Linked DNA regions of Hordeum vulgare: region 2 is linked to region 1. Evidence: chromatin contacts called from public Hi-C data. All regions are on one chromosome and are shown on one strand. The core of a region is the stretch at or near the end of the contact, and the rest is flanking DNA. Distances in the headings are between cores, read along the strand shown. Region 1 holds the start of LOC123425647 (remorin 4.1-like). Region 2 holds the start of LOC123429832 (protein REPRESSOR OF SILENCING 3-like).

Region 1 (5,339 bases), core at 2,208-4,707:
TAACATCACATGCAATTCATAAGTGACATGATATGGCCATCATCACGTGCTTCTTGATCTCCATCACCAAAGCACCGGCACGATCTTCTTGTCACCGGCGCCACACCATGATCTCCATCAACGTGTTGCCATCGGGGTTGTCGTGCTACTCATGCTATTACTACTAAAGCTACATACTAGCAAAATAGTAAACGCATCTGCAAGCACAAACGTTAGTATAAAGACAACCCTATGGCTCCTGCCGGTTGCCGTACCATCGACGTGCAAGTCGACATTTTCTATTACAACATGATCATCTCATACATCCAATATATCACATCACATCGTTGGCCATATCACATCACAAGCATACCCTGCAAAAACAAGTTAGACGTCCTCTAATTTTGTTGTTGCATGTTTTACGTGGTGACCATGGGTATCTAGTAGGATCGCATCTTACTTACGCAAACACCACAACGGAGATATATGAGTTGCTATTTAACCTCATCCAAGGACCTCCTCGGTCAAATCCGATTCAACTAAAGTTGGAGAAACCGACACTTGCCAGTCATCTTTGAGCAACGGGGTTACTCGTAGCGATGAAACCAGTCTCTCGTAAGCGTACGAGTAATGTCGGTCCAAGCCGCTTCAATTCAACAATACCGCGGAATCAAGAAAAGACTAAGGAGGGCAGCAAAACGCACATCACCGCCCACAAAAACTTTTGTGTTCTACTCGAGAAGACATCTACGCATGAACCTAGCTCATGATGCCACTGTTGGGGAACGTCGCATGGGAAACAAAAAATTTCCTACGCGCATGAAGACCTATCATGGTGATGTCCATCTACGAGAGGGGATGAGTGATCTACGTACCCTTGTAGATCGTACAGCAGAAGCGTTAGTGAACACGGTTGATGTAGTGGAACGTCCTCACGCCCCTCGATCCGCCCCGCGAACAATCCCGTGATCAGTCCCACGATCTAGTACCGAACGGACGGCACCTCCGCGTTCAGCACACGTACAGCTCGACGATGATCTCGGCCTTCTTGATCCAGCAAGAGAGACGGAGAGGTAGAAGAGTTCTCCGGCAGCGTGACGGCGCTCCGGAGGTTGGTGATGACCTTGTCTCAGCAGGGCTCCGCCCGAGCTCCGCAGAAACGCGATCTAAAGGAAAAACCGTGGAGGTATGTGGTCGGGCTGCCGTGGAGAAGTCGTCTCAAATCAGCCCTAAAACCTCCGTATATATAGGTGGGAGGGAGGGGACCTTGCCTTGGGGCTCAAGGAGCCCCAAGGGGGTCGGCCGAGTCCAAGGGGGAAGGCTCGCCCCCCCAAACCGAGTTGGACTTGGTTTGGTGGGTGGGAGTCCTTCCTTCCCTTCCCACCTCCCCTTTTTTTTTCTTTTCTCTTTGATTTTCTTCCCTAGGCGCATAGGGCCATTTTGGGCTGTCCCACCAGCCCACTAAGGGCTGGTGTGACACCTCAAGGCCTATGGGCTTCCCCGGGGTGGGTTGCCCCCCCCCCCCCCGGTGAACTACCGGAACCCATTCGTCATTCCCGGTACATTCCCGGTAACTCCGAAAACCTTCCGGTAATCAAATTAGGTCATCCTATATATCAATCTTCGTTTCCGGACCATTCCGGAAACCCTCGTGACGTCCGTGATCTCATCCGGGACTCCGAACAACATTCGGTAACCAACCATATAACTCAAATACACATAAAACAACGTCGAACCTTAAGTGTGCAGACCCTGCGGGTTCGAGAACTATGTAGACATGACCCGAGAGACTCCTCGGTTAATATCCAATAGCGGGACCTGGATGCCCATATTGGATCCTACATATTCTACGAAGATCTTATCGTTTGAACCTCAGTGCCAAGGATTCATATAATCCCGTATGTCATTCCCTTTGTCCTTCGGTATGTTACTTGCCCGAGATTCGATCGTCAGTATCCGCATACCTATTTCAATCTCGTTTACCGGCAAGTCTCTTTACTCGTTCCGTAATACAAGATCCCGCAACTTACACTAAGTCACATTGCTTGCAAGGCTTGTGTGTGATGTTGTATTACCGAGTGGGCCCCGAGATACCTCTCCGTCACACGGAGTGACAAATCCCAGTCTTGATCCATACTAACTCAACTAACACCTTCGGAGATACCTGTAGAGCATCTTTATAGTCACCCAGTTACGTTGCGACGTTTGATACACACAAAGCATTCCTCCGGTGTCAGTGAGTTATATGATCTCATGGTCATAGGAATAAATACTTGACACGCAGAAAACAGTAGCAACAAAATGACACGATCAACATGCTACGTCTATTAGTTTGGGTCTATTCCATCACGTGATTCTCCTAATGACGTGATCCAGTTATCAAGCAACAACACCTTGTTCATAATCAGAAGACTGACTATCTTTGATCAACCGGCTAGCCAACTAGAGGCTTGCTAGGGACGGTGTTTTGTCTATGTATCCACACATGTAAATGAGTCTTCATTCAATACAATTATAGCATGGATAATAAACGATTATCTTGATACAGGAATTATAATAATAACTATATTTATTTTTGCCTCTAGGGCATAATTCCAACGAAGACAACGAAGCCACGCAGGGGTCAGCCTGCCAGGACCCAGATGGGGCCCACCGGGCCAAATCTGGACCGGGGGCGCGTCGTCGGCCACCCTGCACCACCACGTCGTCACACCGCCAAGGGTCCACGCCACCACCTCGCGCGCCGCCGACCACCGTCGTGGGTCCGCCGCGCCGCCGCCAAGCCGAGGAACACCAACGCCGCCCTGCCCCGGGAAGGGAAGACGTGTGCAGGGGGACGGGAGGTCCCATCGTCGTCGATCCCACCCGACCCAGGGCCGGGGGCGCCTTCCGACGACGACTGCGAAAGGAGGGAGGAGGGGCGACGAGGAGGGTGAAGTGCATCGCCCCGATCGCCTCCCAGGGAGGCGACGCTAGGGCGGGAACGGGAGGAGGTTGGGGGGCTCGGGGCGGGGATCAAAAAGGCGCGACTGGCGGTCGATGACCGCGGCGAGGAGAAGGCTGACGGCGACGGGTGGGAGGCGGGAGGAAGCCCTAGAGGGGTTCGGGGTGTGTGGCTCTCTCCTGCTCGAGAGTGCAAAGAGGTAGCAACAATAAAAATCATCTGGTAGAAAAAAAAAAGCATATGTGTTGTTATTAAGGGAGGCGAAGACCATGATGCATGGTGGAACCGAAATATGATAGGTGTGAGTCAGCGCACTTTGCCCACGCGACCCTTGCATGCGCTCCCAGAAAACAAACATAATCTCCGGAATAAGAAAGCGCGACGAAGCAGCACCAAAAGGAGCAGGAAATATATAGAAACAGAAATAGGAAAATATCCCCATTTCTTTCCTCTCACTCTCTAATCCTCGCCCTCCATTGGTGGGCGCCTCCACTGCCACAACCTGGCCTCTATTTAAGAAGGCTCCTTGCGCCACCATCCTACTCACCACCGCACCGGCACCACAGACCGCACCGGCACCGCTCAGCTCCATCGCGCCTCCAGCTTCAGCTGAGCTCCAACTCAACTCAAATTAATCGCAGATGGTTTCTTGTGCGCCAGTAGTGGCTTAGCGCATTAGCGGCGGAGGTTGGTACGATCAGGTAGGCCGGAGGTGAGGTGCCACATGTTGAGTGGACAAACGGCGGTTAGTGGCAGCAGCAGCAGCAGCATCATCCGCGGCGTCGAGCAGCAGCACCAGCGTCGGCCGATCGAGGAGGGAGAGGAGGAGGAGCCAGAGTTCAGGGACATCCACGCGCTGAGCCCGCCGCGCGCGCTGAGCCTGTACCGCCGGAGCCGGCCGGGCAGCAGGGACTCGTGGGGGTCAGCGGCGGGAGCAGGGGGGAGCAGACACACGTCGATCCGCTCCGTCGGGAGCGACACCGCCCCCAGCGAGCTCTTCCCTACTATGAGCAGGGAGTTCTCGGCCATGGTCGCCGCAGCAGCCAGCGCTAACGCCTCGTCCTCCGCGGCAGCAGGCCACGGGGAGAGCGTGGCGAACGAGGACGCACTGGGGAGGATCGGCGAGGAGGAGCTGGAGGAGACGAACCCGCTCGCCATCGTGCCGGACAGCAACCCCATCCCGTCGCCGCGCCGGGGGATGACGCCGCGCCCGGTGACCGGCGGCGAGGTGGTGGTGCCGAGTGCCGGCCAGGGACAGGGCGACGAGGTGTCAGTGGGGCAGGTGAAGAAGGACGAGGTGGAGACCAAGATCGCCGCGTGGCAGATCGCCGAGGTCGCCAAGGTCAACAACCGCTTCAAGCGCGAGGAGGTGGTCATCAACGGGTGGGAGGGCGACCAGGTGGAGAAGGCCAGCGCATGGCTCAACAAGTACGAGGTACGCACATCTCCGATAATCTTCTCCATCAACGATCAATCCACACCACACCATCGCCATGCTCTGAAATGAATGAGCTCTGACGACCGTGTGATGCCTGCGTGCAGAGGAAGCTGGAGGAGAAGCGGGCCAAGGCGATGGAGAAGGCGCAGAACGAGGTGGCCAGGGCCCGGCGGAAGGCGGAGGACAAGCGCGCGTCGGCGGAGGCCAAGAGGGGCACCAAGGTGGCGCGCGTGCTGGAGCTCGCCAACTTCATGAGGGCCGTCGGGAGGGCGCCCACCAAGCGCTCCTTCTTCTGAGCTGCCATGCCCTGCCGCCATTATTTCGCCTCTTACTCGCCGTCGCCGGATCCTTCACCGCTTCGCTCCGCAGGACTCCTCCTGTGCTCGCTGCTCTGCTGTGTGGAACTCTCGTTTTAGTGTTGTATCCACATGTATGGTGTGTCATCGTTCCCTTCCCTCTTTCTTTCTTCTTCATTTCTCGTGTTTGACATGGAGTACATAGCATAAGAATGCAAGGGTGTGCTCTGCCTGCCGAGTCCAAGTGCGAGAGCTGCCTGTATTTTGTTTCTGTTTCTCCTTCCAATCGACGGTATTGTGTGTGTGTGTGTGTGTGTGTCAATATGAACAAGATATGCAGTAAATTACTGTTTCTGTGCACGTCTGCAAGCCTTCTGAATCACCAGTTTCTTGATTTCTACTGTATTATTATTCATCCGTGTCATTTATTCCAGTTCTTTCTCTGTCCCCAAACGCATTATCCTGCTTCTTTTATGGTTTCTTCAATGCTCAACTAACAACACTTTGACATGAAAAACCTTGGAGGCCCAGTGTACTGACGAAGAGTTGCTTTTGTTTTGACTTCTGAAGATCTACTCAAGGTAGTCAAACAATCAGTAATTTGGAACTGAAGTACTACTAAAAACTCTATGAGCTTTCTGCCTTGATGATGACACGCAAGCCACCTACCGGCTTCACTATG
Region 2 (6,178 bases), core at 988-3,487, 350 kb before region 1:
ATATAACATTCAAACAGTCAGGATGTTTCTTTTGTCTTCTGTAAGAGATGAAATCAAGCCATCAACTCATTGTGATAGATTCTACCGCATTTTTCACACACATCAAGGGGTTGTACAAATAGTTACATGCTACTCAAATATTTGTGCATGTCACAAGGGAATATACATACGATTCATTACTACACTATCGTAGGAATCCTTGAAGCCTAGTCAAGGTGCCTCTTGTTTTTTTTCTCTCCAAAAGGGGTAAATGAAATGATAACAACTTGCAGCGTCATAGGGAGCACTTCCCTGATTCCCCCGGGATGAAAAGCCTAATGATTATTCTGCATCTGTGGAATGTGAATAAAATTACAGATGTTAAAATCATCATGAAGAAGCTATGCAATCTGTAAAATGAAATACAATGCTTTTAAAATGGCCTTATTTTTGTAGGAAAGATCGTTGCAATCAGTGAATTGGTACATAGACATACAAAGATGTGATATTGCCATGCATGATTCAGAAAATTGTGGAGTCCCTTTATAAACTACTTTTTGTATCTTTTATGAGAAGTGGCTTACGACCAACAGTTGAGGAAGAACACTATGAGTGCATCACAGGAAAATTATTCAGGCAAGTAACTGCAATACGCATACCTTATTCACTGCTTGGTTTGCCCTGTTTAACTGGACAGCTGAGTTATTGGCCTTACGAGGAGCAATATTGATCACAAGGTCATCATCCAATTCTTCTTCGGAAGGATCATCTGTTTCTTCCATTTGGAGATCATCCAAATCTTCTTTAGGACTTTCTGTTGTTTCTTTAATTCGCAAATCATTGTCGGAATCAGAGGGTTCTGTCTCAGTATTAGAGGGTTTTGCCTCAGCATCAGAGGGGTCTGTCTGAGCATCTCCTTTCTGCACTTCCGACGAATTGATTTGCTCAGTTTCCTTCTCAAAGAGCTTACTCATCACATAATTCATGATGTTGCGCTCCTTGTGAAACGCAACACGATTAAGAACAACAACATATTCTTCATTGGCTTTCTCAGGAGGTCCACAGTGCTCCTCACAATCGCAGAAATGAGGGTAGGAAGGGATTTCAATATTTCTGAAACTGTATTTGTGCTTTCCACTGCCTTTAAAGGGCAAAGGTTTCAGCTGTAAAAACAGATCCTTGGTTAGGAGAACACATGTCAATGTAATAATTGACATATTAGATAATCATTTCAGTAGGAAATGCACAACTGCTATTTTGATCAATATACAGCATGATACACTACTCTCTTTTGTCATAACCACAGTTACAAAACAAGATGTTTACCTAATATCTAAAGATGACTTCATACTGAATTGCTATTTCTTATTCAAAATCTGATCTTAGCAATTACACCAGCTTAGTTTGGCTCATATTCCGTTAAAATGAACATGATTCAGGCATCAGGTCAGCCTTATGAAAAAAGCAAGTACGGTGTCATGATCATGCTATTAATTATCACGAGGAATGGCATACTGCTACTTGCATAGTCATAACTATTTGCAGTCTTGCACGAATTAAAGAAACTACAGAATGCACGATTTGAAAGATTCACTAAAATAGTCAAACCAAAGAAGTATGCAACACAAAGAGACAACTCACCTTCCTCAATCTCGGGAAGTAGATGTTAACCTTTGAAGTTTCCAGAGCATGCTTCTCCAGCTTCCGCTTCTCCTTCTCCTCCTGCTTGTCCATATCATCTTTCGCAGGCATTTCTTGAGCAGCTGCCGCCGCCGCCGCGGCTTCCTGCTCCAATTCTCGCTTCAGTCGGACGAGGTAGTGCTCCTTGGCCTTCTCAAGTTTAAGCTTCCCTCCTTTCCATTTGCACCCATTGTACTACACGCAGATCAACATCGTATCAGAAATCCTCTGTGCAGCCGCAAAACCAGACAACAAACAGCTATTGGAGGGCCAAAATCTCGTTCATCTCCACTAAAGGCGCTAATTTGGACGAACGGATAGAATCAACAAGCCCCAATCTGCTACTATTAACAAAGATGGTTGGTTGGATGGGGTGGTGGATGCTTACGGTGGAGAAGAGCTTGGCCAGGGCCTTGTGGGAGGGGCATTGGAAGTCGACGTAGGCGAAGCTGCTGCGCGAGAAACGGAAGAATGGATCCCATCCCATCCACCCGTCCCCAACCCTTCCGAAGAACCCAGACGCCGGTCCCACCACCACTCACCTGGATCCGGATGCTGCCGTCGTTCCCCGCATCCAGCCCATGCGCCGTGGCCACCTTGTGCAGACACGCTCGATCGGATCGAGCGAGAGAGCCACTTGCCGCACGCTCGCTGACCTGCCTCGATCTGGAGTGATATGGAGGATTTTGGATTGTGGATCTGAGGCGTCGTTGTCCCTCGCCTCACTTACGCCCGCTGCACGCAACGCCCGTCGTCACGCCTCGTCCGGCGTGACTCCTGGGCCGTTGACCCCGTTCAAAGTAGATCCCCCTCGAAGTCGAGCCGCCGGCGCGCCAGTGACCCCTCCGCCGACGGATCCGTGCGACGAGGGGAGGAGGAGAAGTGGGGAGCCGGGTAGGGGGTAGGAGGAGGAGGAGGAGGGGCGGACTCTGCCGCGCAGCCGACGAGATGCGTCGGAGTGACGCTGCTCAGGGAGGTTTTTTTTAAAACGAATCGTTTTCTCCCAATTACAGAAGGACCACGGGTTGAATACCCGGAAGAGGAGGGCTTTTATGCAAAAGTGCCGACGACGGACGACAGAAGCGCTCCGCGTTTTATTATTAGGAAAGATTACATTGTATGACGTTCGATATTATGTTGTGTGGTGTTCGAAACCTAATGTGACGTCTGATTATTGGACGACATACAAAAAGATAAGGTGCGTGATTTTTTTTTTCAAATGCGTCAATTTTGCCCCGGTCCGAGAGCAAAGTGCAAACGGCCAGGCGCAACGCGACGGGCGAAAGCGGCAGGTTGGGGACCGACCACAGGAGGAGAGTTCACGTCGAGGCCAGCCCGTGTCGTCTCATACCCCGACGCTCGCGAGATTGAGCTTCCAGGGTCGCTTTCGTTTCGCTTTGGATGGTTCCAGTTCCGCGGCCGGTGCAACGCATGCACCGTGCCGGAGAATGAAGCTTCGTGCCGGGAAAGGCCGCGCCGTCCGGGGATTCTTTTCAGGCGCTGGGGCGGGGTTGCGCCCGGTCGCCGAGCAGCAGCTATCGGGGTTGCCTTTTTCTGGCCTCGCCTCGGTTGTTTCCTTGCTCTCTTTAGATGATCTTCTCTTTATGCTCTGAACGATGCGGCTCGTGTCGGGTACAGACACGTTATTGTTGTCTTTATCATATGGGATTGGGGTAGCATCTACAGGGCTACCGCGTCTATCGTATCACGGCGTAGGACAAAAGTTAGTGCTACAATGCTGCCGCTGCTATCGGGAGAAAACGTTTTTAGTGATTGATCTTTCTTTTTTCATTCGTGTGTGTTTTCTCCCCGGCCGTATTTGCAGTGGTCTAATCTGATGCGTCTGCCGACAGGTTTGGAGCCGCCAGGATGATTTTTGCAGCACACTCAGTTTGCGTACGTTCTGATAAAGTGAGTAACTATGTACTTTTTTCGTTCCAAAATAAATAAGGGCAACTCCAATAGACCGACCCAAACAGACAGCAATTTCGTTCATTTTTTTTCGTTTGGGTCGGCCACGCGGACATGAACGTCCGTTTCCGTAAATGGGTCGGCTCGTGCATCCAACGATGGTCGAACTCATTTTTTGCCGGCAAAAAAAAACATGATGCATAATTAAACATTAAAAACCGACCACGAAGGTCTTCGATAGTCCACGCGCCGCGTCCGCATTACATTAAATATAAAAAAACTAAAACTGCGTCCATGCAGCCCTAGGCGTCGTCATCGTCGTCGTCAGGGCCGGTGAGGTCGACCAGCATTGGCGTAGGGCCGGCCCAGGGGAACGCCGAGTTCCAGAGCGCAGCTGCCTGCGCCTCCGTCGTCTGCCCCGCCCACGCGGGTTGTGATGGTTGCGATGGGAGCGCAGCAGCACGAGCACGCTCCTCCTCCTCCGCCTTCCGTCGCTCCTCCTCCTCCTTCTTCTCCAGCTCCATGAGCCGCACGCCTTCGGCACGCTCCGCCTGCAGGTGCACCGACCTCCAGTGCTCGAGGTAGGCTTGCTCCTGCTGCGGTGTTGCGCCTGTTGGGTAACGTAGCATAAATTCAAAAAAAATCCTACGCATATTCAGATCTTCCTATGAAGAGACCAGCAACGAGAGAGGGGTGAGTGCATCTTCATACCTTTGAAGATCGTTAAGCGGAAGCGTTGCTAGAACGCGGTTGATGGAGTCGTACTCGCGGCGATTCAGATCACGGTGTGATTCCGATCTAGTGCCGAACCACGACACCTCCGCGTTCAACACACGTGCAGCCCGGTGACGTCTCCCGCACCTTGATCCAGCAAGGAGGAGGGAGAGGTTGGGGAACATCTCCGGCAGCACGACAACGTGGTGTCGATGGAGAGACGAGGTCTCCCGGCAGGGCTTCGCCAAGCACCGTGGGAGAGGAGGAAGAAGGGGGGCAGGGTTGCGCCGAGGGAGGTGGAGATTGATGTCTCCAGCAGCCCAAAGTGCCCACTATATATAGGGGGAGGGAGGGGATGCGCCCCCTTGAGGGTTTCCCTCTCCTGGGAGGGGCGACAACCCTAGATGGGAGGAGGTGCGGCGGCCACGAGGGGAGGAGGGGTGGCGCACCCTTCTGGTGGGCCTTAGGCCCACCTGCGATAGGGTTTCCCCCTCTCTCCCCTCTTCTTGCGCCATGGGATGAGTGTGGGGGGCCCACCAGCCCACCTAGGGGCTGGTTCCCTCCCGCACTTGGCCCATCTAGCCTCCCGGGGTGGTGGCCCCCTTCCGGTGGACCCCCGGGGCCACTTTCGGTGGTCCCGGTACGTTACCAGCGACGCCCGAAACACTTCCGTGTCCAAAACCATCCGTCCTATATATCAATCTTTACCTCCGGAACAATCCGGAGATCCTCGTGACGTCCGGGATCTCATCCGGGACTCCGAACAACTTTCGATAACCTCGTATAACAATTCCCTATAACCCTAGCGTCATCGAACCTTAAGTGTGTAGACCCTACGGGTTCGGGAGACAGGCAGACATGACCGAGACACCTCTCCGGCCAATAACCATCAGCAGGGTCTGGATACCCGTGGTGGCTCCCACTTGCTCCACGATGATCTCATCAGATGAACCACGATGTCAAGGATTCAATCAATCCCGTATACAATTCCCTTTGTCTGTCGGTATAGAACTTGCCCGAGATTCGATCGTCGGTATACCTATACCTTGTTCAATCTCGTTACCGGTAAGTCTCTTTACTCGTTCCGTAGCACGTCATCGTGTGACTAACTCCTTAGTCACATTGAGCTCATGATGATGTTCTACCGAGTGGGCCCAGAGATACCTCTCCGCCACGCAGAGTGACAAATCCCGATCTCGATTCGTACCAACCCAACAGACACTTTCAGAGGTACCCGTAGTGCACCTTTATAGTCACCCAGTTATGTTGTGACATTTGATACAGCCAAAGCACTCCTACGGTATCCGAGAGTTGCACAATCTCACCGTCGAAGGAAAAGACACTTGACATTAGAAAAGCTTTAGCATACGAACAATACGATCTAGTGTTATGCTTAGGATTGGGTCTCGTCCATCACATCATTCTCCCAATGATGTGATCCCGTTATAAATGACATCTAATGCCCACGATCAGGAAACCATGATCATCTATTGATCAACTAGCTAGCCAACTAGAGGCTTGCTAGGGACACATTGTGATCTATTCATTCACACATGTATTACCGTTTCCTGTTAATACAATTATAGCATGAACAATAGACGATTATCATGAACAAGGAAATATGATAATAACCATTTTATTATTGCCTCTAGGGCATATTTCCAAGAGTCTCCCACTTGCACTAGAGTCAATAATCTAGTTACATTGTGATGTATCGAACACCCATAGCATTATGGTGTTGATCATGTTTTGCTCGTGGAAGAGGTTTAGTCAACGGGTCTGCAACATTCAGATCCGTATGTACTTTACAAATCTCTATTACTCCACTCTGGACATGGTCCTGGATGGAGTTGTAGCGGCGTTTGATGTGCTTCGTCTTCCGGTGAAACCTGGG

Evidence for each region. A called contact is a pair of places that touch in the nucleus more often than the background predicts.
Region 2: a contact with region 1 is called in a Hi-C map of leaf, with 8 times the contacts expected there. The contact joins the promoter of LOC123429832 here to the promoter of LOC123425647 in region 1. A contact is called at or near these places in 3 of 6 Hi-C or Micro-C datasets (all in leaf) and 1 of 1 datasets of contacts at active chromatin or transcription factors (embryo).

The regions. Positions count from the first base shown.
Region 1 is chr2H:156,855,767-156,861,105 of MorexV3_pseudomolecules_assembly, reverse strand. LOC123425647 (remorin 4.1-like) reads left to right here and starts at 3,457. Exons shown (of 2, transcript XM_045109345.1): 1 at 3,457-4,358; 2 at 4,466-5,017. The coding sequence starts at 3,648. The coding sequence ends at 4,657.
Region 2 is chr2H:157,203,435-157,209,612 of MorexV3_pseudomolecules_assembly, reverse strand. It overlaps LOC123429832 (protein REPRESSOR OF SILENCING 3-like), which reads right to left and starts at 2,237. Exons shown (of 3, transcript XM_045113814.1): 1 at 2,048-2,237; 2 at 1,621-1,854; 3 at 606-1,142. The coding sequence starts at 2,146. The coding sequence ends at 612.